Regions from separate parts of the Sus scrofa genome. Here all the other regions are linked to region 1. Evidence: chromatin contacts called from public HiChIP or PLAC-seq and promoter capture Hi-C data. All regions are on one chromosome and are shown on one strand. The core of a region is the stretch at or near the end of the contact, and the rest is flanking DNA. Distances in the headings are between cores, read along the strand shown.

Evidence for each region. Promoter capture Hi-C pulls out the DNA fragments that hold promoters and counts their contacts. HiChIP or PLAC-seq counts read pairs in DNA pulled down with a chosen protein or histone mark.
Region 2: a contact with region 1 is called in an H3K27ac HiChIP or PLAC-seq map of alveolar macrophages. The contact joins the promoter of MYOZ1 here to the promoter of PPP3CB in region 1. A contact is called at or near these places in 2 of 2 datasets of contacts at active chromatin or transcription factors (alveolar macrophages and skeletal muscle).
Region 3: a promoter capture Hi-C map of fetal liver shows a contact between it and region 1, with 4 times the contacts expected there. The contact joins the promoter of DNAJC9 here to the promoter of PPP3CB in region 1. A contact is called at or near these places in 2 of 5 promoter capture datasets (fetal liver and liver), 5 of 47 Hi-C or Micro-C datasets (epiblast stem cells, heart right ventricle, liver and 1 more) and 2 of 2 datasets of contacts at active chromatin or transcription factors (alveolar macrophages and skeletal muscle).
Region 4: an H3K27ac HiChIP or PLAC-seq map of skeletal muscle shows a contact between it and region 1. The contact joins the promoter of CHCHD1 here to the promoter of PPP3CB in region 1. A contact is called at or near these places in 1 of 5 promoter capture datasets (fetal liver), 1 of 47 Hi-C or Micro-C datasets (liver) and 2 of 2 datasets of contacts at active chromatin or transcription factors (alveolar macrophages and skeletal muscle).

What each region holds. Positions count from the first base shown.
Region 1 is chr14:76,302,048-76,309,149 of Sscrofa11.1, reverse strand. PPP3CB (serine/threonine-protein phosphatase 2B catalytic subunit beta isoform) reads left to right here and starts at 3,805. Exons shown (of 23, transcript XM_021072583.1): 1 at 3,805-4,019. The coding sequence starts at 3,935. LOC110256628 (a long non-coding RNA gene) reads right to left here. Exons shown (of 2, transcript XR_002338398.1): 1 at 4,007-7,102; 2 at 1-1,130. USP54 (inactive ubiquitin carboxyl-terminal hydrolase 54) reads left to right here. Exons shown (of 25, transcript XM_021072539.1): 25 at 621-1,927. The coding sequence ends at 1,180.
Region 2 is chr14:76,447,140-76,454,396 of Sscrofa11.1, reverse strand. It overlaps MYOZ1 (myozenin 1), which reads left to right and starts at 1,451. Exons shown (of 6, transcript NM_001025222.2): 1 at 1,451-1,661; 2 at 2,850-2,940; 3 at 3,993-4,171; 4 at 6,559-6,805; 5 at 7,166-7,257. The coding sequence starts at 2,868.
Region 3 is chr14:76,064,440-76,071,906 of Sscrofa11.1, reverse strand. DNAJC9 (dnaJ homolog subfamily C member 9) reads left to right here and starts at 1,606. Exons shown (of 5, transcript XM_003483498.4): 1 at 1,606-1,910; 2 at 2,084-2,224; 3 at 2,850-3,104; 4 at 5,405-5,491; 5 at 5,859-7,309. The coding sequence starts at 1,731. The coding sequence ends at 5,978. It overlaps MRPS16 (28S ribosomal protein S16, mitochondrial), which reads left to right. Exons shown (of 4, transcript XR_001301010.1): 4 at 630-890. It overlaps FAM149B1 (protein FAM149B1), which reads right to left. Exons shown (of 13, transcript XM_013983338.2): 13 at 6,085-7,467.
Region 4 is chr14:76,502,692-76,509,520 of Sscrofa11.1, reverse strand. CHCHD1 (coiled-coil-helix-coiled-coil-helix domain containing 1) reads right to left here and starts at 2,203. Exons shown (of 3, transcript NM_001190155.1): 1 at 2,054-2,203; 2 at 1,812-1,930; 3 at 261-1,220. The coding sequence starts at 2,177. The coding sequence ends at 1,107. It overlaps FUT11 (alpha-(1,3)-fucosyltransferase 11), which reads right to left. Exons shown (of 3, transcript XM_001928248.5): 3 at 3,745-6,829.

The DNA of each region.
Region 1 (7,102 bases), core at 2,556-5,055:
CTGTTTTATTTGCACAGGTTGGAGGTTGATTTTAATGTATATTAATAATTTTTTAAAAATGAAATTAAGGAAGTTCCCTTGTGCAGTGGGTTAAGGATCCAGTATTGCCACAGCTATGGTGCAGGTCACAAGGCAGTGTGGGTTTGATTCCTGGCCTGGAACTTCCACATGCCTCAGGTGCAGCCAAAAACAAACAAACAAAAAAAGAAATTAAGGAGTTCCGGTTGTAACTTAGTGGTTAACGAACCCCACTAGTATACATGAGTACGCGGGTTTGATCCCTGGCATAGCTCAGTGGGTTAAGGATCTGGCATTGCTGTGAGCTGTGGTGTAGGTCTCAGATGCAGCTCAGATCTGGCATTGCTGTGGCTCTGGTGTAGGCTGGCCGCTGTAGCTTCAGTTAGACCCCTAGCCTTGGAACCCCCATGTGCAGCGGGTACATCACTTTTAGACAAAAGTCAAAAAAAGGAAAGAAGGAAATTAAAAGTAAAGCCAGCTTCCTCCTTGTGTGTATGTTCTTGGAGAGGTGGGAAGTTGGAAGGAAGAGCCAGAAATGTTCTCTGGGAAGTAGAGTGGTTTACTGAAGATGCTCAGTTGTTGGATTTCTCTTCTCTTCCCAGGAACTTCGAGGAGTGTCCAGCAGCTTCTGGCTATGTGTGACAGGAGTGAAACTTCAGAAGGGGTCAAGTACACAGGAAGGACTTTGAACTATCGGAGTCTCCCCCATCATTCTAAAACAGCTGCCTCCTGTGGATCATGGTCCGAGACCAACCAGCATACTGGGGCCAGATTCCTGACTACTCCAGGGTGCAAGCCTCAATTAACCCACACTGCCACACTACCAGAAAGACACCAGGACCTTCAGGTTCCTCATGCTCAATCCTGGGGAGATCTTTTCCATTCACCCTCCCACTTTCCTATTGTTGACCCTGTGTCCCCAGCATCAAGCAGTCTTCATGTACCCCTGAGGTCAGCTTGGAATTCAGGTCCTGTTTCAGGATTTCGAGCCCCTGGTCCTCGAAGAGTAGATATGCCCCCAGATGATGACTGGAGGCAAAACAGTTATGCTCTGCAATCTGGGCACAGGAGGACGGGGAGAGAGGAGTTTCTGTTTGTTGTAGCAGATTCTCCTGGAAGAGAGCAGATCAGGGCTAGAGCTCTGCAGCACAGCAGGTGGTAAGGGTCATCCCTGTCCTCTTCTGGAGCCACTGCTTTCTCTGGGCTGTGGTAGAGTTGGTACGCTGCATCCCTGACAGGGTTGTGCTAGTCTCATCTCAGTAGAGTTGGCAGTTTCTCCTGGGGGAGCCAGGAACCCCTAAAGGACCTGGCTTTTTGAAAAATATTTGAAATTCCAATTTCCATTCACCTAGCAAAAGGAAGCAGCTGCTGTTTAGGGCTTTATTTGACCCACTTTAAAGATGAATCCATATTACTCTGGAAACTAGCTATTGCTTAGGATCTTAGGGTCACCATTTTAGTTCTGGATATCTATGCCTCCACCTGCACCTAAGCCCTCATCCTCTGTTCCTTACTATATTACCAACATCTGTTTTGTGTTTTATCCGCCCATCCCTGTTACCTGATCTTGTGATTTCCTCACCCCCCCATCCTTGGAGGAACATGTAGCTATGTGGTCTTGGTCCTGACCACATCATTCAGGCTAGCCCATCTGCCCAGACTACCAGCCTTCCCTCTGCTCCCAAACCTTAGGCCTAGAATGCGGAGCTGCCAACACAGTATTTGCTCTTCTGAACAGATGGAGTCAGGCACACTAACATACCCTCCTGTCGTCTGCAGCAGAGCCATTACTGCCACTTGCTCAGTCGCCATTGTAAACCCTCAGAGTCAGCTGAACTATTTTAGGGTCAAACATACTGTTTTTGTAAAGTATTTTTCATTAATAAATCTATGAGATAGTTCTATTTAATTTCTTGTCATTTAATTGTCTATTTAATGCCTTTTATATACTCTCAATTTTTTATTTTGGGGTGGGAGGCCTGGAGAAGCCAGAAATACCAATTCGAAGTGGCCTGGGGCTCTCAGAGAGAGCCATGACACAAAGATATCTATCTGTGATTGACAGTGAGGAGCCAAAAAGGAGCTGAAGGATATTTGAAGGGTGTATATTCAAGGTAGGAGTCAATGGGACCTAATATAGACTGACTTTCCCTATTACTAATTATTATTTTTTGCTTTTTAGGGCCACACCCGCAGCATACGGAGGTTCCCAGGCTAGGGGTCGAATTGGAGCTATAGCTGCTGGCCTATACCACAGCCACAGCAATGCAGGATTTGAGATGCATTTGTGACCTACACCACAGCTCACGACAACACCGGATCCTTAACCCTCTGAGTGAGGGTGGGGATCAAGCCTGCAACCTCATGGTTCCTAGTCGGATTTATTTCCGCTGTGCCGCAATGGGAACTCCTTGTTATTACTGCTATCAGTGTATTTTCTATCCCTTTTCTGCCAAGAGGCACTCAACACATTACACACTTTTTCCTCCCCTCCTTGGGTAGATTTTCTGGGGATTCAAACTCCTCTTACAAACTTACTCCTTATCTTTATACTCTTGGGCCCTTCTTCTACAAGTTTGTGATGTGCCTCTTATCCCTTCCTTGATCTCTTCCCATGGCTACCCCTTCCCTTCCCCTATAGGATTATTGCACTTTCATACCAGAAAGATCCATTTTCACCCTGCCTCACTCCCAAATTTATCTACCTCTTAGAAATATCTTGTGGGCTCCCTTTGCAAAGAATACTCACTGGGCATTTCTCTTCTCTTTTACCTCAGGTCTCAGAATCATTGAGACCTAATAAAACGAAGAGGTAGAAAGGTGCTCTTTGACATCTCTGGACAACTGTTTACCTAATTATTAAACATTATGAACATAAGCCCATGCAGTCTTGAGCAGGAGGATGGGCAGGAATTTCTCACGCTAAAGCTTGGATCCTATGTCATCAAGATTATATAGATCTTACTGGACATGCTGGTCTCTGTTCATGATTCAGTACCTCTACTGGAGTCATACGCACACTCTTCATCTAATAATTGTTGCTTGAAGAGTTGGTTCCTGTCCCACTACTCCCTTCTCCATGAATATCTGTCTCTATAAAATTTCCGAAAGTCCTGAGCCCACATTTCTGTATGTATGCACAGAAATACTCTGAGGTTTTTCTAATGAGGAACTAATTTCCTATTTACGCCTCTGTCTTAAAAATCTCTATTTTCTAAATGAATCAAGAGGGAAGCTGTCCTTTTCCGGTGAATTCTGTAGACCCTTTGAACATCTCCTGGTGTCATCCCTTCCTTTCCTCCTGTTTTGACTCAACCCTCGGAGCCTCGTCTGCTGTGGCTGCATTTTTATTCCATGCCTTCCCACTCTTGGCAGTTCCAGCCTATAAACACAGGGTCAGATTCTCTCTCAAACTCCATTTTGAACGCTTGCTTTGCTGTAGAACCTACAAAGCTTCCTCTATTTCTCCTGTCTCTTACCAACCAAAGTACGCAGATCTGGTGGCCAAATTGTTATACGTTTGTTTCTCTATTACTAAGAGATTCTAAGGTTTGATTACGTCTCCCCATATTATTGGAAGCTCCATGAAAGCTGGTGATCCCAAGCACTCATTCACCCCAGCAACTAGCTATAGACAGCAGGTCCTCTCCCTTCTCTTTTATTTCTGCCTGCCCAGAATTTTAACCTGATCCCTTAGCCTCGTCCTGTTTCTCTCCTAGCCTCAGTAATTTTGCCCAAGTCCCTAGAGCCTGCTCCGCCCCCGCCCCCGCACGCGCGGTGCATGCCGGTCTTAGCCCCTCTGTAGGGAAAGAGGGTCCGCCATGTTCCCCGGCGGCGCCGCCGCTTGGCTCTGGTAGCCGCCGCCCCCGCCCCCAACCCCGCCCGGCCCAGCGCCTAGCCGAGCCCCGGGCCCAGCATGGCCGCCCCGGAGCCGGCCCGGGCTGCACCGCCCCCACCCCCGCCCCCGCCGCCCCCTCCCGGGGCTGACCGCGTCGTCAAAGGTGAGAGGTGGACGAAGCCCTGGGGGCCTGGCCTGAGGAGCTGTTGAGGGCGGGCGGGAGACCGTCCCCTCCGGAGCGGGCCCGGAAGGGCGGGCGAGTGACTGGCTGCCTCCCTTGGGGAGTGGCCCCTGGGCGGGCCCCTGCTGGGCTGGGCTGTGGCTCCGAGGTCTCTCGCTTGCCTTGAGGCCGAGGCGGGGGTTTCGCTCTCGAGGTCTCTTAGCTGAAGGGGTGAGGCTACTAGTCGCAGTGAACCCCTTTCTTTTCCAACTCGGCCTGTCAAAGCGGCCCAGAGGCCGCGATTAGCTTCCTGCACCGCGACAGCTGCACGCCTGGCTTGCCGGGCCGGACCGAGGGGTTCGGAGACCTTCAGCCACGCGGGGCTGGGCGATGAGCAGTCAGAAATCACCTCGGCTTTGGCCCACGCCTGCTCCCCAGTGACAGCAGTCCGCCCTCTTCGCGCCTAGTTAGCGCCAGCCGCAGGCTTCGCGCTCGGCCCTCTGGTGTCACCCCGCGCGGAAATTAAGGGAACTATATGGGATTGGACAGGGTGAAGGGACGGGCCAGAATGTGGGGGCCCCAGGCTTGACGTGCAGGATAGATGGGAAAAAAAGGCAGCTTCAAAGAAAAAGCCTCGTGCATAGGAAGAAACATTTGCTTAGAAAACCGTCAACATTCTTTGGTCAAAAACCAAAAAGGGTTACCCCTTCCCTGCAGACAGACACCCACACACTCCCCTTAGAAGAAAAAGTTAGATATTTATCGGCTGGGGCAAGATTTATGGATGTTTAAAGACCACAGGTCAGCAGATTCATTTAAAAGAGAAATTGAGGGCTAATTGAGAGTCGCTTGAGATCTCCATACTCTCTGGGAAAGCCCATCAACTTCAAATACTGCTGTGGAGATGAAAAACAATTTGAAATGATTTTTCTTACCATGTAGCTTGGTCAATAAATTAAAATCATTTTAGAATAAAGTTTTCTCTATTGTATCACGTTTACTTTTGAAACAGATACTTCTATTTGTTTTATTTCATTAAGCTTCTCAAATATTCTGGCACAATGTTTAAACACTGTTAGCCCAGTTTTGGAAATCTGACCAGACATATTTCCATTAAAATATTTAAAAACAAGAAAAACTTTTTCCTTGGTGTTTTTTTTAATTTTTTTTTTCTCTCCAATTTGAGCTTCCTTTAGTAATAACACTGGTTTGTATCTAGTCTTATGTGGATAAAATGAAAAACTTAGTAGTAGTATGTCTTTTCTGGCCAGGCATTGGAATGAGCTCAATAAAGAGTTTATGGAATCCTTGTCCTGAGAAATCTTTTTAAAAAAGAGAAAAAAGGAGTTCCCTTTTGGCCTAGCGGGTTAAGGATCCAGCGTTGTCACTTTCGTGGCTTGGGCTCAGTGCCTGGTCAGGAACTTTTACATTTGGTGGGTGCAGCCTGCCCCGCAACCAAAAAAAAAAAAAGACGAAAGATTGGTGGTTCAGGTGCTCATCCTGTCCTGAAATCCTGACTTTTTAGGGGGTGGGACTAGGAGACATGGGCTCCTTCTTCATTTTTGACTGTATACCTGTGCTGTATTAATTTCCCTGGACGCTTTTGACCCTACTCTTAGGTAGGACAACCAGTCACATTCCTGAACAGTGAGTTTATGCTATTGTTATGCTTGTGAATCTTCTTGTTTCTTGTCATGTATGTAGTAATGTTTCCCCTGTACAGTGAAAATAAGATTCCAAACATAAGCATGTTCCTTAGTGGTGAGTTGTAAATGAAGACACTTGTATTTGCAGTTTATTGGTGTGAAATAAGTCATTTGGCTTAGGTAAGTAGGAGTTTGTTGGTATAGAAAATCATAGTTTAGTAAAGCTTATGGATATATGATCTCATGTGCTTAGTAGTATATTCTCCAAGACAGCTTTCATTTCTTGATGGAATCGTTAGCCAGTTAGATTGTGCAGCAGACCAGTTTGCACCCTCATGGAATCTCTGACTTCCTTGGAGGTTACTGGGAAACTTACCTTTCATACAGAAATCTGCTCTTAGATTTCATCTTCAAGCTTCTTGTCTTTGTCATTCAGTAATTATACTACACTGTTGCATTTGATGACAGGTAACAGTTTACTGAAGAAATATGATCATAGTGCTAGTTCAGTTTAACTTATTAAAATCCAGATTACTTTTAAGTCCAGTATGCGCTAGTTTTGTATCAGTATTACTTCATAGTAGTGATGTTATGGAGAACATCTTTGATGTTGAATACATGTGGTCTTTTACTCCTTGAAACTTTTCCTTGTTGTCTCATTTTTATGCTTTTACACTTCTAGTTAGGAGGCCCATAGTTTATGGTCACATAGATTTTGAAGGGGAAATAGATACTTCTGTGTTTAATATCAGATGTCTGAAACTCACTTCATGTGAAGTTCGAGATCTTGGAATGCTGTAGGTGATTCATGTATAAATTATCCACTGAAATTGTTAGTGGTAATTCCATATCCCAGATTATGGGTGATTAGGTTTCCTGATTATAAATAAAGCATTTCAGTTTTGTGCCTATCCAGCTACTGGCTCTGGTCAAATTCTTGTGTTCGAAAGTTGATGTAGCTCAAGTAGTTTAGGTGAGGTAGTATGCCTGCCTAACTCAAGTATTTTTTTGTCTTTAGCTAAGATAGGAAATTGGAAATAAGAAAATAGAAACAAACTAGAAAAAATAGCTAATTATGTCTGCATGAGTGCCTTACTGCCATATCAGCAAAATTGCTGTGGGCAAAAATGCATAAATCCCTGAATTTATGTATAATGCTCTCCCTCCTGCAATTTATTTGACCTGAATTGTCTAGGTACTACCTTTTCTTTCCAGGTACTTTTAAAATGTACTTTTTACTCTATGGATGAGGTCCCAATGAGGTCCTAGATTATCCCTTGAGATTATCAAATCTTTTAGTCCTAATACAAAAATTCACCTTTATTGCTTAGAGCATTGTCTATATTATGCATTTGTACATTTTTAGCACCCAAAATGCAACTCACTTTCTTTTGCATTTAATGTGTTTTCTTTATTTCCTAGGTTATATTAACCCTATCT
Region 2 (7,257 bases), core at 202-2,701, 150 kb before region 1:
GAACTGTGCTGTAGGTCACAAATGAGGCTCGGATTCTGTGTTGCTATGGCTACGGTGTAGGTCAACAGCTGTAGCTCCGATTTGACCCCTAGTCTGGGAACTTCCATATGCTGAGGGTGCAGCCCCAAAAAGCCAAAAAAAAAAAGAAGGAAAGAAAAATGACCATTTCCCTCCAGGGCCTTCTCAAACTTGTTCCCCTGTCCAGAGGTGTCTCTAGACCCTTGTGAATGGGACAGTCCAGATCCCATGAGGTATGTGCTCCCTTAGGGGAAAATGCTAAGTAGGAACCTCAGAGAGTAAAGTCCTGGCAGTTCAGAGCCTACATGTACTTCCAGGGAGAGAGAGTGACATCTATCCAGCAGAGCAGGCTGAACTGAACACTCCAATGGCAAATGGGAGTGGAAAGGCAGAAATTGGTCAAATCTTCACCCACATTATCCCTGACTGCCTAAGTACTGGCTTTGGTTAATATGGTCCCTTGTCCTGCCAAGATCTGGCCCTTCCAGAGGTAGACCATCCTGTTCAGGAACTCTCGGAGTTCCCGTCATGGTGCAGTGGTTAACCAATCCGACTAGGAACCATGAGGTTGCGGGTTCGGTCCCTGCCCCTGCTCAGTGGGTTAACGATCCGGCGTTCCGTGTTGCCGTGAGCTGTGGTGTAGGTTGCAGACGCGGCTTGCATCCCGCATTGCTGTGGCTCTGGGGTAGGCCGGCGACTACAGCTCTGATTAGACCCCTAGCCTGGGAACCTCCATATGCCACAGAAGCCACCCAAAGAAATAGCAAAAAAAAAAAAAAAAAAAAAAAGACAAAAAAAAAAAAAAAAAGGAACTCTCAAAGGGCAGTTCCATTGTGAACAGATTTCCCTTCCTTTATCATAGCACCTCGGAGTTCCCATTGTGGCTCAGCGAGCTAAGAATTTGGCTAGTAACCATGAGGATGCAGGTTTGACTCCTGGCCTCACTCAGTGGGTTAAGGATTTGGCATTGCCTCGAGTTGTGGTGTAGGTCAAAGATGTGGCTTGGACCCCGAGTTACTATGGCTGTGGTATAGGCTGGCAGATGCAGCTCCACTTCGACCCCTAGCCCAGGAACTTCTATATGCTGCAGGTGTGGCCATAAAAAGAAGGAAAAAACAAAAAAAACCATAGCACCTTAAGCCCTCCCACCCCCAAAGTGCACCCATTTGTCCCTCCAGCTCCAGCCTGGATTGGCTCTGAATGGCTCTCTGGACATGTTCTCCGGGTTCTTACTCTCCCACTCCAAATTCCTGTCCACCACTTGCTGCCTGCTTCCTTTCTCCCTCTCAGTTTTCAGTTTCTCCCTGAATGCTTCTTTGAATCTCAGCCTCTAGGTGCCAAGGAAGGGGAGTCCCTGGGCAGACTAATCCCTGACCCAGACAGCTTCCTGGGAGAATCCCAAAGACCTTTGCCTCCCCTTCCTGAGCCTCTGGGCAAGGAGGGAGGGATCTTGGTTCCAGGGTCTTGGTACCCCCTGTGCCATTTGAGCTGCTTGCGTTCATCATCTCTATTAATAACCACCCTCCCTCCCCCACTGCCAGTGCTGCCCCCACGCCTGCCCAGCTCGGGTTCTCCCGTCACAGCAGCTCAGTCCTCCAAAGCTGCTGGACCCCAGGGAGAGCTGACCACCGCCTGAGCAGCCGGTAAGTCTCCAGCTTTATGACCAGAGGGGTCGGAGCCCACTCCATGAACTGCTGTGTCTGTGTCTATAACAGTGACCCTTGGTCCTGGGGCAGTTGCCCTCCTCCCCCATCTATACTCAGCTCTCAGTTGTCCAGCTCAGGGGAGCCACGAGAGTTGGAAGGAGAAGGGCCCAAGAGGGTGGGGGGAATGGAGATGATGGGGGAGGCCCTGGAGGAATAAGAAAGGGGTCTGGGATACTGGATGGGAAATAAGAACCTGGTTGCTGCTGAGAGAGGTACAGGGAGAGTCCATTTAGCAATTCCTGGATTCTGGCCTCACCAGACCCCACTACGCTAGTAGAATTGCATATGAGTTTTGAGACAGGACTCAGCAGAAAACAGCATTTTGCTGAGTGCCAACTTCTGTGAAGGAGGGGCTGGAATCTGTATTTTTCCCCAGCTTGTCCCCCTCCACGGCCAGATCCTATTATTATGGCCTGTCCTCCTTGAATTTCCCACTGCTATGGTATTGCTGAATTGACATGCAGCAGAGTTCACATGTTCCCTGACCTCCCTCTCCACTCCAGTTCTGGGGTCTGGGGGGCGGGGAGTGACTGAAAGGGAGCAGGAACATTGCTGTGACCTCCCAGGCCATGATCCAGCTGGCCGAATGGAGGGACAATAACCTCTCCTTCCTATGGAGAATGTTTTTGGCTGGATCATGTCAACACTGGCAGGACATTTTTTTCTGCTCCACTCCCCCACCCCCCGGGACTTGGTGAAGAGTGAGAGACCAGAGTTTGGAATGACATTCCCAATCTGAGAGCCCCCTGCAAATAAAAACTTCAAATCATGCCAAACCTGTGAAACCTGGTCGCATCGCCCTGCCTGTATTAATTTGTTTGTTTTACCCCCAGCCTCCCAATACACATTGTTGTTCCTAAGCCTTGCACCAACTCTTTGTAAAAGGGCTGAAAAAAGGTTGGTAGAAGGTAGGGGGAGGGGGTGCATCTATGCTTTCTGCCCTGCTTCCCAAGAAGAGAAGCCCTAAAGCAACGAGTTTTCACCTTTTAGGGGAATATATGTTTCCTTGAAAATCTAATGAAATTTTGCTCCCTGAAGTCCTTAAGCACTGCCTTACTGTAGACACTGCCACCTCCCCCTACATTCCTTGTCCATCCTTTAGCTCCCCCTTCTCACCCTATCCAGGCTCCACCCACCTCCACAATGCCGCTCTCAGGGACCCCAGCCCCAAACAAGAAGAGGAAATCCAGCAAGCTGATCATGGAACTCACTGGAGGTATGGCATGTTTGTACCTGACTGGTGTGGGATTTATTAAGAGGATCTCGGGGGAGTTCCCTGGTGGTCTAGTGGTTAGGATTTGGTGCTTTCATCACTGTGGCCTGAGTGTAGTCCTTGGTTGGGGAAATGAGATCCCACTTCAAGCCACTGCACATGGGCCAAAACAAAAAAGGAAAAAAAAGAGTATCTCTGCCCCAAGAGTTCCAGAAATATTATACATTTATACATGTATTAGGGTGAAAAGATATGAAGAGACAAGAGGAACTGAGGAGGGAAGGTGGGGGGAGGGAGAAAGAGGGAGAAAGAATTCAACTCTGACTACTCACCCTTCCACCCTTTTCACCTTGTAATCTGAGACAATAACACCCATGCCATGTTACCCAGCACAGGTCCAGGACAACAGGACCCACAGGTCAGTGAGGTATGTTTGAGGAGAAAAAATATACACGGAGACTGGCATGGAATAAGGTCTCAATAAGTGGTTAATTTCCTTACATCTTTCCCCAGAGCTTAGGAGCCTTGTACAAGCACTTAAAATGGAAAATTGCTCAAGCATTTTTCCTGAGGGTGGTAGGAGTACGTGCGTATGAAGAGCTCTCCCAATACCTAGAGGCTGTTTGCAGCCAGAGTTCACTGAGGGGAAGAAAAGGGAAAGGGGTTAAGACAGCAGACTATATTTAGAGGTGGCCTTTGGGCTTTCCCCCATGCTATAGTTTCCCCAGTGACCTCCATCTGTGGTGTTTCTTGACTCTTTTGCCCTGTACCCCATACCCTTTCACCCCATTCACCCTCGTCACTACACTCTAGTATCCCCACTGTCTCCACTCTGCACCCCAGTTCCCATGCATTCTCTCCAGCTCCAAATCCAGGAAATCAAAAGCCCTGTTAAACTAGATAGCATTTGATCAGACATCACAGACAAGGTCTGCTTCCCTCAGCGATGTCTGCTGGGAAACACACACTTTGCTGTGGATGGCGGATGCATTTGGAGCCTAGAAAAACCCTGCTTTCCTCTTTTCCTTGCTTCTGCATCCCCACTTCCCTGAAAGGTGGACAGGAGAGCTCAGGCCTGAACCTGGGCAAGAAGATCAGTGTCCCAAGGGATGTGATGTTGGAGGAGTTGTCGCTGCTCACTAACCGGGGCTCTAAGATGTTCAAACTACGGCAAATGAGGGTGGAGAAGTTTATCTATGAAAATCACCCTGATGTCTTCTCTGACAGCTCAATGGTGAGTTTGGAGTGTTACTACTCTCAAAGCCAGTGCCTCTTCTGACAGCTTCTTGGTAGCCCAAAATATTACCAACTTCCCCTCCCTGCAAACTTAGAAGCTCATTAACCCTCCAGATACATAAAGCCCCCAATATCTCCAGGATGAGTTACAGCCCACCTCTGAAACTAAAACTGTAGCTTAGAGCTAGTGAAGCAGGGTGGGGAGTATCATACCTTCAGGGAGAAAATTCCCTCCCAGTATAGTTAAGCATCAAAGATAGGATTGCCAGATAAAACACAGAACACCCAGTCCTATATTTTATTTTATTTCCTTTCTTTTTTTTTTTTTTTTTTGTCTTTTTAGGGCTGCACCTGTGGCATATGGAGTTTCCCAGGCTAGGGGTCTAATTGGAGCTGTAACGGCTGGCCTTCGCCAGAGCCACAGCAACACCAGATCTGAGCCTCGTCTATGACCTACACCACAGCTCATGGCAACGCTGGATCCTTAACCCACCAAGCAAGGCCAAAGAGTGAACCCACAACCTCATGGTTCCTATTTGGATACTTTTCTGCTGCACCATGAGGGGAACTCCTCTTTTCCTTTTTTTTAAATTGAAGTATAGTTGATTTATAATGTCTTGTTTTTAGGTGTACAGCATAGCGACTCAGTTATGCATATATATGTCTATATATAGAGAGACATATATACAGATTCTTTTTCAGATTCTTTTCCTTTATAGCTTATTATCAAATATTGACTGTAATTCCCTGTGCTATACAGTATAGTCTTATATTTTAAAGTTGAGATTCACATAAAATAAATAAGCGATAAGGATATATTGTACAGTACAGGAAATAAAGCCAATATTCATAATAACTAAATGGAATATGAGCTGTAAAAATATTGAATATTGTACATCTGAAAGTAATATAATATTGTAAACCAACTATACTTCAATTTTAAAAAATAAAGTTGATATACACACAAATAATTTCTTAGTAAAGCATGTTCCATGAAATATTTGGAACATAATTTTTTAAAAATTGAGGACAGTTAAATTTGAATTTCAGATACACAACAATTTTTTAGTATAAGTATATCCATGAAATATTTGGGACAGGGAGTTCCCTGGTGATCTAGGGGTCAGGACTTGGCACTTTCACCACTGCAGTTTGGATTCAATCCCTAGTCTGGGAACTGAGATCCCACATCATGCTGCTACATGCTACAGCCAAAGAAACAAAGAAATATTTGAGACATAAAAACTAAATTAAAAAATACAGGACACTCAGTTAAATTTGAATTTCAGATATATGACAAATACTCTCATATATAAATATGTCCCATGCAATACGTGGGCATATTTATATTGGTGTCCTATGATTTTATTTGGAAAACCTGGCAACCCTAGAAAGAGGTAAGTGAATTTTTATAGCCGTCTCCTTGAGCCATTCTTTTATCAAAGGTCAGTCTAAGGACCACAGATGTGGAGACTGAAACCATCCTTTAAGGTCCCATGTCCCCTAGCCAGGATCATTCTCCAAAGCGAAGTAGGGATTGGAGAGGGGCCAGGCACAAGATGTTACAGCTGAGAAAGAGCGGATCATCTCCATTTCCTTTCTTCCCCCTCCACCTTTCCTGGGCAGCCAGGGGAGAGTGGAAATAGATGCCTAGTTGGGCCTGGGGTTGGAGTATCTGTCATTGGCTCAAATGTAGGAGCCGAATAAAAATGCTGAGCCGGTGATATCTAAGTTTAGGAGGCCAAAAGCCCTCCTCCTGCTTGTGTCTGATTACACTGGGTGGAGCATGGGGGTGTGTATGGTGGGGTGGCCACGAGAGCCTCCTGAAGAAGTTGGCAGGGTTATTTTTAGGCTTTGGGGATGAATCCAGTGTTGCCCTTTGAGGCACCCTTCCCCCTACCTGCTGCAGTTTCACCGTCAGAAAGTACTGGTCCAATAGGCACCAAGAGGAGAAAGGCAGAGGAAGAAAAGAGAGAAAAGACTGTTTTTAATCTATTAGACAAGACAAAGAAGGGTAGGGGCAGAGATGTCTCTGGTTCTTCAAATTTAGGCTGGGTTCTTCATGTCAACCCCAATCTCTCAAATTTTAGTTGAACAGCGGTCCTGATCCCCTGCACAGGAAAGGGGAGTGCAGAGAATGCGTCACCCCAATCCTAGATGAAACTGGAGGAACTGAGCCAAAGGAGTTGTACCCCTTAAGAAGAGTTTAATTCCTCTAAGGCTATCTGCCAACCTTCTATTAGAAGCGGGGAGTCTTGGAGGATTCAGTGTCTTCTTGCTGGCCATTGTCTCTGCCATTGTCTCATACTTGCTATGCACACCTGTATCTTTACATACTCCTCATACCCATTGCTACCTTCCCCTCACTTTGTTCTTTCTTTTCAGGATCACTTCCAGAAGTTCCTTCCCACAGTGGGGGGACAGCTGGGTACAGCTGGTCAGGGATTCTCCTACAGCAAGGGCAGCAGTGGAGGCCAGGCAGGGGGAAGCAGCTCTGCCGGACAGTATGGATCTGGCCAGCAGCATCATCATCAGGGGTCTGGGTCTGGATCTGGGGGTGCAGGTGGTCCTGGGAGCCAGACTGGCAGAGGAGGAGATGCTGGCACAACAGGGGTTGGTGAGACAGGAACAGGTAAGTGTCCTCACTCAAGAGTAATATGCCTGGTCCTTAGAGCAGAGCTGTCCTCGGGAATGAGGCCTGGATGTAGGGAACAGAGGTCTGTTGAGAGATTCTGATGGACTTTCTGGGTCTTGGAGGATACAGAGACATGTCAGAAGCCTTGTTTCTCAGTCACCTTTCTGGCTTTTCATTTTCTAGCACAAATCTGACTCCAGGCTGTCATTATTTCACAGACCTTAAATGGTTACCAGGATGTGTTTCCTTTGGTCCCTGGACCTAGCAACTTCCCTAGCATAGGGCTGTGAGATGAATTTCCATTGGCTACTAACTGCTACTTTTGACTTACTATTATTTCTGTCCCATGGCTGCCAGGAGATCAAGCAGGTGGAGAAGGAAAACATATCACTGTGTTTAAGACCTATATTTCCCCATGGGAGAAAGCCATGGGGGTTGACCCCCACCAA
Region 3 (7,467 bases), core at 357-2,856, 240 kb after region 1:
TGTACCGACTTATTTTATTCTCTGGGCTTTATATTCTGTGAATAGTTATCAGCCACCTCAAAATCTGGGGGTCACAAATTCTGCCAGGGTTGTCACTGTTTGGCCTCCACTTGCTTTGAGGAGACTTTGAAGGCAGGACAGGCAGAGAGGAACTGACTTTAGTTGGGTTGTATCTTGGATCTAGGAAAGAGAAATGTTTTGGAAACCACAGAAGTCTGGAAGTTAGATAATAATCTACCCTGGTTTGAGGTCTTCAGAGAAACTTCAATTGGTAGAGCAGAGGCAAATGTGATTCTGGAAAGTATTGATCAGTTAGGGGAACTGATGTGAAATGGGTATTACTTTGAGCTACTGAGTTTCTGCCAACTCGACTACTGTTGTCTGTCTTTTTTAAAAGATTCGTATATATACAACTTCCTGTGTGGGCTCATCCTCTCCCTGATTTCCAAAGTTTTCTCTAACCCTGGCCTTGCTTTGGATTTCCAGGCCCAGATTTTTCACCATGTTTTAAATGATTGCATCAGCCTATCTTGCTACTACCTCAAATCCAACATGCTTTAGAAAACCTTTGCTTCTGAAGTTGACCTTTTTTTTTTTTTTCTTTTTTTTTTTTTTTGCGGGGATGGGAGGGGGACGTGCCTGCAGCATATGGAATTACCAAGCCAGAGAAAGAACCCGGACCAGAGCAGTGACATGAGCTGCTGCAGTGACAAGGCTGGATCCTTAACCTGCTGCACCACAAGAGAACTCCCCCAAAGCTTGTGTTTTTATTAAGATGATTGTTGGATTATATTATCTCCACCAAAGTGGAGGAGCTGTTAAGGTGAATAGGAATGATTCTGTAATAAATGTCAAATCTAGACTCTCAGATTAAAAAAGTTTTTAAAAGATTGGTATTTTGTGTTTTTTGTTTAATGTAGGCTTATTTATTGCAGGACTCAAGGGAAAGTCCCTTCCCAGCAGTTCCGCCACCTGTAGGATGCAAAATTATTTGGGCCTTAGAGCTCTATATACTCTTGTCAAATCATCATTGGAAAAGAGCAAATCTATTTAATCTTTAGGTTAAACCATGTGAAATTGCCAAACGCCAATGTTAGGCTTTTTTTTTTTTTTTAAACTGAAAAAAAGCAAAAAAACAGCATTGCAGGAGTTGCCCGCTGTGGCGCAACGGGATCAGCAGCATCTCTGGAGTTCTGGGACGCAGGTTCAATACCTGTCCCCTGCACGTGTTGCACATGTTGCCGCAGCTGTGGAGGTGGTCACAACTGGGGCTGGGATCTGATCCCTGGCTCGGAAACTCCATTTGCCGCGGGGCGGTCGAAAAAACCCCACCAAAACAACAATGCATAGATTCAGCTTAATATGATGAACGTTCCTTATACTGCATAAACTGAGCGGGGATTTTGAGAATATAGCTGCCAAGTTTCGAAAATAAGGGGAGTCGGGCCGCGGAGGAGAGGGCGGGGTAGAAGGAGATCCCCTAGGTCAGAGAGATCTGGGACGCCGTAGCCACACCCTGTCTCTACCTCGGCTGACGCCAGCTTTAACCACGCCCCATTTTGCAGCCGTCGTAAAGTGTGGCGTCGAGACCCCGCCCCTTCCTGCGCCTCTTATGACGCAGGCGCCCTGGGCGTTTTGCGCGGGAAAAGGAAGCGGTGTAGTGTTCTGCTCTGTTGTAGGGACCTGCTGTTTTCAGTGAGGCTGCCGCCCGCTCTGCACCACTACCAGCCATGGGACTTCTGGAGCTGTGCGAGGAAGTATTCGGAACCACCGACCTATACCGAGTGTTGGGCGTGCGACGCGAGGCCTCAGACGGCGAGGTCCGACGTGGTTACCACAAAGTGTCCCTGCAGGTGCACCCGGACCGGGTGGGCGAGGGCGACAAGCAGGACGCCACTCGCCGCTTCCAGGTACGCTAGACCCCGCTCCACCCGCCGCCCGGGCTTCTTTCCGTCTCCTGGCCGCTTAGCGCCGCCCGGGTGAAGTAAGCGGAACCCGGCCTGGCGTTTTCTAATCTTTTTTTTTTCCGCGGTGTTGTTCCAGTGAGGGGGCAGGGGTGACTTCTGGATGCTCTTTCCCGCAGATCCTCGGGAAGGTCTATTCCGTTCTGAGTGACAAAGATCAGAGGGCAGTGTACGATGAGCAGGGAACTGTGGACGAGGATTCTGATGTGCTCAGCCAAGATCGGGACTGGGAGACCTATTGGAGATTACTCTTTAAAAAGGTAAAGAACTCTGGAGATTTCCTTGTGACTGTTACCATCATTCATTCAACGAAGATTTATTGGATGCCTCTAAGGTCTTGCACTTTGTATTGTGTAAAAATGAGGAAATTTTTATTTGGCTTCGATATATTAATAAATACCCACAGGCATTCCTCAGGAGATACCTATCTAACCTATTGATCTTGAGGAAAGACAAATTTAACTATTAGGTTGAACCATGTGTATGTGTGAAACCATACACATACACACACTTAACTGAAATGGATCTTTAATCATCTGTTGATGTAGAATGATTATAGTAAAAGGGGGGCATTTAATTTTTTTTACAAGATGTGCTTTATTTTACATATCTAGATGCAAGTTTTGAGTATTTTCCTGGGTCTCTTCCCAACTTTGAAAACTTCACTTAAATTTTTCTGATCTGTAGCTTAGCAGTTGTAAAGGTCGGGCTGAGAGAACTCTGGAAAATCTTTGGCGTAGAAAATTTGGTTCCTTAAAACAGTTTCAGCTCAAGTAACGTGTATTGGGGAGAAGCATTTCAAGACCTAAATTTAGTTTTTACTAGAGTTCCTTTTATTTAAAATAAAATTCTCAAAGTTAAAGCATATATCTCTCATTTGTTCAGATATCTCTAGAGGACATTCAAGCTTTTGAAAAGACATACAAAGGTTCTGAAGAAGAGCTGGCTGACGTTAAACAGGCCTATCTAGACTTCAAGGGTGACATGGATCAGATTATGGAGTCTGTGCTGTGTGTGCAATACACAGAAGAACCCAGAATAAGGAATATTATACAACAAGCTATTGATGCTGGAGAGGTCCCATCCTATAATGCCTTTGTCAAAGAATCGAAGCAAAAAATGAATGCAAGGAAAAGAAGGGTAAGATTTTGAATGCTCTTTGTTATTTATATCTTGACTGCTTCCGAAAAGAATTTGAGGATATTTACAGTAATAAAAATACATAAAAGAAAAAGAAAATATATCTAAGACCACTGAGGACTTCTCTGGTGGTGGCCTAGCAGTTAAGGACTCTGTGTTGTCACTGCTGTGACTCAGGTCACTGCTGTGGCTTGGGTTCAGTCTCTGGCCCAGGAACTTCCCCATGCTATGGGTGTGGCAAAAAAAAAAAAAAACAAAACAAAAACAGAAAACACTGAAAAAAGGATAAGGGTTAACTTTATACTAGTTTTCATCTAATAAAATGAGCATATCAGCTCATTAAGGGAACCTTTTTTTTAACCTACTATGTTGTGCTCAGGAGGATTTTATGGCATGGATTATTTAGATAATCAATATTTTAAAGTAGCACTGAAATATTCTTCATATGGGCCAGTTCTTGTAGCCTTGCTGGGGCATTCCTGGGAGATGAAGTAAGGGAGCCCAGATACCTAAGCTAGATTGTGGTTCTTACTTGGTTAAAGGGTGGGGAGAGGGTGACAGAGACTGTGTCTGTTTTTCAGACTGTGTCTTTTTAATTCAGATTCCTTTGGTCTTGCCCAGATTGATCCTTGAATTGGACCCAGAAAATACCTTCTTTTTTTTTTGCATTTTAGGGCCGCACCCTCGGCATATGAAAGTTCCCAGGCTAGGGGTCGAATTGGAGCTGTAGCCACTGGCCTACACCACAGCCACAGCAACACCAGATCCAAGCTGTGTCTGCGACCTATACCACAGCTCACAGCACTGCTGGATTCCCAACCCACTGAGTGAGGCCAGGGATTGAACCTGCATCCTCATGGATTCATTTCTGCTGCACCACAACGGGAATTCCCCAGAATGTACATTTTCTTAAACAAATGATTTAGTTTATTTTTTATGAAGGTTTTTCTAAATACAACTTGGGATACACTTTTATGGAGTATCAAGGGTTGTGACTCATGTGTCCTTTATACCCATATTAATCTCTCGAGATGGTGAGGATAAGGATGATGGTAGGGAAAAGGAGTTTAAGGATATCTGGGGTTCAGGGAGGGAGTGCATTCAAGGTGGCAGACATCTATGCCTCTAGTCAGGAGGAAGACCAGATTGGTACTGAAGTCACCATTGCTGGCTTTCATAGTGAGAGCTCCATGGAAAGCGGACAGTCTAAGATTTTAGCTCTTTGGTGGGTACCTTATTATGTGTGGCTGAACTGGAGGTGAAGGAAAGTCTGCACCTTTTAGGTGCTAGATACGCAGGAGAAAGGTGACACCTGAGATGAATTGAGAGAAGCGAATGTGTATCAAGATCATCATTTTGACTCACAGGTTACATCTGTTTCCATTCAAGTTGACAATTTAGCTTAAGTTGTTAATCATTTTTTTCAGATGAAACTGAGCACAGCTGTATTCAGCAATAGGCTGTTAGCTTGAAAAACTTCCTGTGAGTTTGGTGGGGGGCGCAGCAGAATAGTTTTGAGAGGCACTCCTGCAAACTTGGAGAGGGAGAATAGTTATTAAAAGAAACGGAATACAAGGACTGAAAGTAGACAGTGGAAACTGTCTCTGTTTATTGGAATAACAAGGTCCTAATGTGCCATCATTCTGAGTATTAATAGCATTCATTGTTGTTAAGAAAATTCACTGAGGGGGAGGGTGGGGCATCTTAGACTCTTAGTTGTTGCCCTGAAGGAAAGAATAAACTAATTATTAACCTTTCCCAAGGTATTCTTGTGGTATTTTGGAATCAGTGTTCTAGTAAAATTTGGCAAGAGGAGGTAGCTTTGAAATCCAGTAAAGAAAGGTTAAAACTGAATTTGTTAGTGCTGATCCTAACTTCTCAGGGGAAATTTTAAACCAGGGTTGCTCTCAAGGCTGCCTTGAGTCACATGTAGTAAATTCGATTTCCAGAGGAGGACTCTAAATTCTGGCAACATTTTGAGGGCATCCTTGGTTAAGTGATCTTTCCTAGCATTTTGTTTTCCTTCCTGTCACCACGTGGTTTATGAAACCAAACTGCCTGCTCGCCCCTAGCAGGTAGAAATGGGGAACACTCAGAAATGCTTATTGGAGTCAGGATCTACTCCTTGCTGTCAGCAATGTTGCCTTTTAGTGAAGGACACATACATAGGTAATTTTATCCTTTTAATCTGTGTAATTCTCAGAGCGAAAGGGTCTTAACATAGATTTGCTTCTGGGAAAGAGGGTGTATTTTTAGTTTTGCTGGATTGCCATGGAATCTCACATGATTTTCTGTTTTAGGCTCAGGAGGAGGCTAAAGAAGCAGAAATGAGTAGGAAGGAGTTGGGGCTTGATGAAGGAGTGGATAGCTTGAAAGCAGTCATTCAGGTAAACCTGGCAGGCTGTCTGTGAAGGGGGCCGCCAGTTCTTTCATGTTCTGATTCCTACTGCTAATAATTTCTTTGGAGTGTGTGATTATAGTGTTGTGGGCATTTTGTTTGCTTTTAAGACGTAATTCAGGTACTATATATTCATCCTTTTAAAGTGTACAGTCAATGATTTTTAGAAAATTTAGCAGGTTTTACCATCATCAGCACTAATTCCAGAATATCTTCATCACTCTAAACAGAAACCACTTATCCATTACCAGTCATTCCTTATTCTCCCTTTGCACCAGCCCTTGGCAACCACTAAGTACTTCTATCTCTATGGACATCTTGTGTTTTGAAAGCTTGTGTTTTAACTTTTCAAACAGAGCAGACAAAAGGATCGGCAAAAGGAAATGGACAATTTTCTGGCTCAGATGGAAGCAAAGTACTGCAAACCTTCCAAACGAGGACAGAAAAAAACGACTCTCAAGAAAGAAAAGAAATAATGGAATTTTCTCTTCAAAGGCCTTAGGTGTTAATTGGTGCCATTGTAGGCAAGGTATAGTCAAGATTTGAAGACAAGTGTCAACCAAACCCTTGAGAGAAGTTGTCTTTCAGGCCTGAATTATTCAGATTGACTACATAAACCAAGCGGAATCCTCTCAAACTGATCTCAGAATATCCTAGAAATACCCTGTAATTCTGGTAGGTCTTTGTATGAAAGAATTTGGTGGTGATCATGAGGGAACAGGAGGGTGGTGTACTTCCTGACAGTACTTTTCTATGGGTCTTCTGTACAAGGCATTATCCAGAATGCCTCCCACCTTCAGCACTTATCATTTTACCACATGGGAGTGAGCTGCAGAGTACTGAGTGATGTGTATTTATTAGAACAGGTAATCTCTTAGCTGTCAGGCCTTCAGTATGGTTGCTGGATATCTGTCTTCCAAGTCCTTGCCAGTTTGCTTTAGCCTTATCTCGCATAGACTCTCTGTTTTTCTCAACCAAGTTTTATACTCGGCTTGACATATCTGGGAGAAACGGGTTATTCACATTACTTCAAGCATCTTTGTAAGACTTATAAATGATTAAATAAACAAGTAAAAAATGACTGTTAAGTTCTGGGGGAGCTTTTTAAATGATCCCAGTATGATCATTTAAAAGATATCCAGAAAAAAACATGAATGGTGCTTAGGATAAAGGAGAGAAGAGGTAGTTCTCTGGTCAGTGGTCTAGTGGTTACGACTAGGCACTTTCACTGCTATAGCCTAGGTTCAATTCCTGGTCTGGTCTGGGGACTGCGGTCCCTCATCAAGCTGCTGCATGCTGGCCAAACAGAGAAGAAAAGTAGTCCTAGTCAGATTGTAGTAGATCCCTTGTTTGAGTAGCATAAAGAGATGTTGTAGTCCTGGCGATAACTGCTGAATGTCCTTAGGTCACTACTGAGTTTGTCTGAACTTGTTTCCTCATCTATAAAAGGGTAAGGAAGCTGGGCTAAATGACTTGTTGAAGCCTCTTTCTGACTCTTTAACCTTGAAAAGCAAACCATCTTGATCGAGTGGTTTGTTAGCACATACTCATGGTATTGGTTTGTGAGAATAATACAGAGATTTTTGACTTAAATTTAGATGAGCTGATAAGAATTCATTAGAATATATGGAAAAATTTCAGAGACTGTTTAACTTGAAATCTCTTATATGCTAATATATTCGATACCATATGTGTAAAACAAACCTGTTACTGAGATTCATGTATCATAATTTATCTGAGGTAAGCACATGGCACATTTTCAGTTTGTGATTATAAACAGGTTAAAATAAAAGTATAATTTAATGCAGGTTGTTTGAAGCATCTGTCTTCATATGATAGCATTAAAACACATTAATATAATAAAAAATGATCATGTCAGTTTATCAACTCTGAAGATAAACAGTAAGATCTAAAATCAGTATGACCATCAAAATTAAAATTTAGTGAAATTAAAATAAATTTAAG
Region 4 (6,829 bases), core at 954-3,453, 200 kb before region 1:
CTCAGTCTCACCATTTGAGAGTCCTGTGGCTAGATCACTGGAGAATGGAAACTAATGATAATCAGCTCTATTTGATTCTTTATTTCCATGTGGGAAATAAAAGGTTACCAGATTTTTGGATTTTTCTTTGTTTTTTGGCCGCATTTGTGGCATGTGGAAGTTCCTGGGCCAGGGATCGAACACAGAAGGGACCTGACCCACAGCAGTGACAATGCCAGATCCTTAACCCTCTGTCCCACAAGAGAACTCCTGATTTTTTTTTTTTTTTTTTTTTTTTTGCTTTTTAGGGCCACACCATGGCATATGGAGGTTCCCAGGCTAGGGGTTGAATCGGAGCTACAGCTGCCAACCTACAGCACAGCCACAGCAACGCCAGATCCTTAACCCACTGAGCAAGGCCAGGAATCAAACCCACAACCTCATGTTTCCTAGTCAGATTTGTTTCTGCTGCACCACAACAGGAACTCCAAGAACTCCTGATTTTTTTTAAAAAAAGCTAAAAAGCATATTTTTTTGGCCACACCCCCAGCCAAAGTGGATTTTTTATGATACTGAATTTTTGAATGTGGTCTGCTAATTTAAAAACAAACTTTTAATTGTGTGGGCCAAATAAAATACATCTCCAAAACCTCTGGGTCACCAGTTTGTGAACTTCTGATTATCCTGGCAGCACCTTGCAGTGGCTATGCACAGATAGTCAGTGAGTATTTACAGATAATGGCAAAAAAGCTCTTCATATAAACAGACTCCAACATCCTTATGCATCCTTTGCATACAAAGGCAAGGACACTAAGTGGTATAAAGGTTTTTGTCTTGACCCTGGTGCAAATTACAGAGCAAAGACTTTCCAGAGTGTAGGGGAGAACACAGGACTCAACTATAGTGGGAATACCTAATCCACAACAAAAGGCCAAGCTCTCTTCAGGGGATTTTATTTCAACATAAAATATAATTTCCATCCACATAATGATTCCAAAGGGTTAAAAAAAAGTGTTTCGCGTCCTTCCACTCTTCAAAAAGAACGTGTGACAATGCAAATATCTCTAAAAAGCCTCTGCATAGTTCTCAGAAGCTACAGTCCAGTCATTGAAAATGCTTCTCCATTTTCAGCTGACATGAGGTTTGTTAGGAAACCTATGTAACAACTTATTCAATTTCTTGGGGGGTAAACTCCCCAACTCTCCCAGGTTCTCCTGGATTGATCTCATCTTTCGGGCAGCCTGAAAACACAGAACAAAAATTAAAATGACAGCTCTAAAGTTGGCCCTGACCTAAGCTAATAGTTCTCACAACACCCCAAATCACACTGAGAAATTAACCAGCCTGGAGAGCTGCGTCATCTTCTCAGTCCTCTTTCATCAAAAGGACTTGGGAACCATGAATGACTGTATGATCTGAAGCCATCATCCAGCTGGCAATTAAATCTAAGCTGGAAACCAAATAAACTGTCCTTTCCTATCTTTAGTTCACTTGGGAGAATAATGTCTATTTGAGCAGCAATTTAAATTTTACAATGTGGTTTTCCCATTCATTTCTTCACTTAACACTCACAAAATTCTTTAAGGCAGATATGAATATTAACCTCACTGTGCATCTGATAAAGCTAAAAGCAGTAAAACAAATCGCTCAAGATCACGATGCCTTCAAAATTGTAAACTTTCGCACTTTGGCATGAGTCAAGTAGATCCCAAAAACTTTTCTCGCCCTTTTTGAGGGAGAAGAATTTTCTTATCACCAAGCAAGAGGCAGTAAGAACCATACTGTATACCCCATTCTCCTCCCAAGAGGGCACCCCAGGAGCCTCCTGTCACCTCAGCCCTCGAAGCACAATCGAAGAAGTCCTGAATCTCTTTTCTGCACGCTTCGTCGCGGAATTCATTCTGCTTCCAGCAAGCCATCATTACTGACATCTCCGTGATACAGGTCGCCTCTGGTGGAGAACGGGAAGGACCCTCAATCACAAGGAGACCCTTACCTTCCGGCCCTCCCACCCAGCGGCCCCCTGCACTCCTCCGGCTTCCGTTCTAGGGCCTCCACGGCTCCGACTGCTCACCGCCCTTCTCCCGGCGCCGTTCCCCGACATGATTGGCTAGGATGAGGGGCTTGTTGGGCTTCAGTATAGGCCTCCGTGGGTTTCCAAGCCGTGCTAGTCGACCCCGCAGGCTGGGAGTCGCCATTGCAAAGCGAGCTCCCGGCAGGCTCTGCGGCGCCGTGCGTGACCCTGCGTGACCCTACGAGCTTCCTGAAACTAGGAGGCTCCCTTTCCCGCCCAGCATGCACCGCTTTGTTTTCTTGGCGGGGCACCCGCGCTGCTGGGTTCTGACCTGCTTTAATAGAGACCGATGTGCAGGTTGGGAGGAGAATCTTTGGGACTCGTCTGCTGACCTAGGCCACTCTTGTGGGCCCTGAAGTCTTGGGGCAGTACTGGACCGGGAACACCCAGGAAACACTGATAAACGGACTCTAGTTTCGAGTGGTAACCGGCTGGATTAGAAGGTGATTGGAGTTGCCTGGTGGCTCAGTGGGTTAAGGATCCACCTTGCCACTATTATGGTGGGAGTTCGTTCCCCCGGCCCAGGAATTTCCGCCTGCAGCGGGCGCATCACCAAAAAAAAAAAAAAAAAAAAAAAAAAAAAAAAAAAGATTGACCTAAGCAAGGGCAGAGAGGATGGGAGCAAATAAAACTGGGAGACTGAAAAATGCTAAATTGGGAATTATTATTACTATTAAAAAAAAAAAAAAAAAAAGCCCACACCCGGAGCATAGGGAAGTTCCGAGGCCGGGGACTGAATCCGAGCTGCAGCTGCGGCAACACCGGATCCTTTAACTCATTGCTCCAGACCAGGTATCAAACCCGCACCTCCTCAGCTGGCGGGAGCCGCTGCGCCAGGGTCAGAACTCTAGGAATGATTTTAATAAACCTTCAAGAACTGTTGGTTTTGACTACGTTTGGAACCACCCCAGAAGCCGCAAAGAAAAATTAGCCCTCATTTACTTCAGCAGCTACTGTTGTTCAGAAATCGTTTGCTCATTTATATCGATCTCACTGGGTAAGGAAAGGTTTAAGGACTTTTGCATACATTGTTTTACTTAATCCTCTTCCCAATTCTCTGAAGATACTTAGTAGTATCATTCCTATTTATAGACTTTGTCCTTCCTTGTGATGCCTAGCTTTAATCAGACTTGGTTCTGACTCCCCCCCCACCCCCCACCTCCCAAAATGATTTACAAAGACGTACCGCTGATTCTCAAGGCATATATTTATACATGAGCACCATGTAATGGAAGCACAACTTGTACAAACTTGTAGTTCTTAAGATGACTACTTTGGAGAGCAATACTTAATTTGGTTGTGTAAATTTAGTATGCTAAAATCACTTATCACAGATGTCTGGAATCTTTCCATTTATCTCTGCATGGCTGGTTCTTTTTCTTCTGTTGAGTCTCAGTTTGTCAGGACTTCCCTGACTTCCATCCAAACCACTATCAAGCTGTTTTATTTTCTTCACAGCACCTATCATAGTCTGGATTGTCTTGTTCCCTTACTGTTCATTTACAGCCTTACCCCCAACACCCATTTAAAATGTAAGCACCGGAAGAGAATAGACCTTGTCTATCTTGTTCAGTGCTTAATCCCCAGTGCCTAGAGTAGTGCCAGTAAATGCTTGTTAAATGAACAAATGTTTTAAGTATTTTTCCAAGTCTCCAACTTTATCACAGCCAGAAATAAAACCAAGCAAAAGACACTGTTTCAAAAGAAGCCATTTATTATACAAAATGAAACCTGAGACAATAGAAAACAGCAACACCTGGGAATAGTAAGGGCATCAGCCCCAAGTTCCACCCTGACTCCAGCAACACAAATAAAGCTGACTCCTATCAGACACTTCTACCACCAATAACCCCAAGCCTGCTGCTGTACAGAATGCAGGCTGGGTCACAAACTAGCGAAAATTCACATTGCTTGCTTTCTCTGTAGAGAAAGAGAAGCCTTTAGTTGGATAGCTAGGTGGCTATTTCTGGTGCTGCCTTCCCTTGTGGACCCGTAGCACCTGGCCTTCCCTGCTCTTTTATGAATACTTCTGTGGTAATAGGGAATAAAGGAGAAAGTGTGGGGAGCACTGGTCACAAAGCAGGCATGAGTCTCTGGCCACAATCATTCATAAACAACTGGCCTACTTTATACATAAAAGTGCTAAAGTAATGCCAATGTGAATTGGTGTAATTAGACAGGAAAGGAAAGGATGATTCTACCCCTTGCATAACCATCACTTACCATTTTTATTGCACATAATGAAATTTGAGTCTGAACATTAGTTTGCACATGGTTGTAATATGTATTTTGCATTCTATAAACCAGCATCAGCATTTAAATAGAGTGCAGGCTTAGAAATCAGAGTCCTGAATTTGACTTCTTTTGTAAGGGTCTCTACTATATCAAATTTTAACAGAAGTATTTTTGAAGGTCTTCCCCTCCTCTTGTTTTCTGTGAAAGTCCAAACTGGGTAAGCAAACTTTCCATGCTCTTATGAAAAGCATTTTTTATTAAATAAACTGGAAAAAGAACCACGTTGGCAGTGAAACCCAGCCTAAATAGGTTTCCTTGGCCACATCTTTAGGTGTCACGATAAGTGTGGGACCCTAGTTATTGAAGCATCTCATATATAAACAAAATGTTTATTGGGAGTTCTGTTGTAGGATTTCCATTTTGTGGGATATTATATAGTTTCATGCCAGCCTAAAGTTATATAAATTCTCTATAGATCTTTACTGAATTCAAAGTAGGTGTCATTTTAAAAAAATTAAACATGATGTTGGCTTTGATGTTAAATAAAGAGCTAGATTTCTTAAATTTAAACACAAACTGTTATCATCATACACAGAATAGCTTAGCATTTTGCTCAAAATAATAAAAACAAACAAAACCTTATATAAGGACAAGGTTATTTATACACAGTCTATACTGAAGTCATAAAATCTTCCTCTTGTCTTTGCAACCGTATTTATATGTTGGTAAATTTGTGTGTATACAGATACACACATATACTAAACCAGATATATTGATAAGCTATGAAACTTCTCTAGTGATAATTCATTAATACAACATCACAACCAGGGTAGTTCTAAGATACATAGTATTCTTTCTTGTTCCACTGCCCCAGAAAAAGCAAATGGTCTCCTTGCCCATTAAGCTGTATGTTTAAACCACAGCAAATGGAGGGTTTGCCTATATCCCCTTATGATGGCTTGTATGTCTTGCCTTACCTCTCATCCCCTTGAGCTTAGGGCCTTGGATGGGCTCCATCAAAATGTAGTCTCAGAAAGTACTATAAAGTCGTGTCTTGTATCAGTAATAGAATGAATGAAGTTGGAATATTTATCCCACTTAAAGTGAAAAGTGCCTCAGAATATGAGATAATTAATACAGCTATATTGCTGGGCTGTTTTGTCCACCACAATTTCATGACTTTTGGGGGGGAAATGGGACTTTTGAGGCATACAAAAATAATAAAGTAGAAGAGTTCATTAGGCAGACAGAAAAGAACAAAAACCTATAAAAATTTGCACTTTGATTCACAATGGGCTATTTTAACACTTCAAAATCATTATAGCTTTTTCTATCATCATTTCCAGGCTTAGTCTCCATCTCCAGCCAAAAATAGAGAAGGACAATTCATTAAATTTATACGACATTTATTAGTCACTGTATCATATGGAGGTTCCCAGGCTAAGGGTCCAACAGGAGCTGCAGCTGCCAGCCTATGCCTCAGCCACAGCAGCACCAGATCCAAGCTGTGTCTGTGACCTACACCACAGCTCACGGCAAGGCCGGATCCTTAATCCACTGAGCGAGGCCAAAAACTGAACCTGAAATCTTATGGCCCCTAGTTGGATGTGTTTTTGCTGCGCCATGATGGGAACTCCAGTCACTGAATCTTTCTATTCATGAAGTGAGAAAGAATTCTAGATATCCCCTAGATAAAAAGCAAACCAGCAGTAAAAAAAGCTGGCAAACCTATAGCCAATTTAATACAGGGGATGATGAATGTGGGAAGGGTGGCGAGGATACTCCATCTCCATCAGAAATTATGGAACACCAGGAAAGAAAAAGCTATTCAAAATTAAAAGTTAAGCAGTTCCCTTGTGGCGCAGCAGGTTAAGAATACAGCATTGTCAATGAAGTGGTTCTGGTTGCTGCTGTGGCTTGGGTTTGATCCCTGGCCAGGGAACTTCCACATGCTCTGGGTGCGGCCAAAAAGCCACACACACATGCCCACAAATAATAATAATAAAATAAAAATTTTAAAGGCTGACATGAAAAGCAAAGTAAATGATTTAAAAAAATACAACTCCAGGGACCAGAACACAACTCACCAGGAGTTTTGCTTCACCACCAACACAACACTTTAAAAACCAAGAGATGAGCAAAAGAGATTAGGAAAGGTAAGGAGTAATAATGAGTGGTTTGAGGAATAGCACAAGAGAAGTTTTAAACCTGGCCCATCTTACCTCATTCACAGCCAAATATTAACATGTTGTCCCACTCACAACTGAGAGGATGAAATGGCTAGAGAAATAAGCAATTCCTTAAAAACGCTGTTGATCAGCACCTTGAATCAAATGCGTGTTTCAGGCTTCTGCTTCCCACAAAACCAAGAACTGGATGCTTCCATCTTTCCTCGAGGAGAGGCCCTATTACCTATAAGGCTAAGACTCTGGCTACACACCATTAGACTGAAATATCTGTGGATATAGTTTATCCTTTGAATCCATGGTAAGAGAGTGTTCATTAAGGATCTGTGCAGCAGATACCCTTCACGTCGTATGG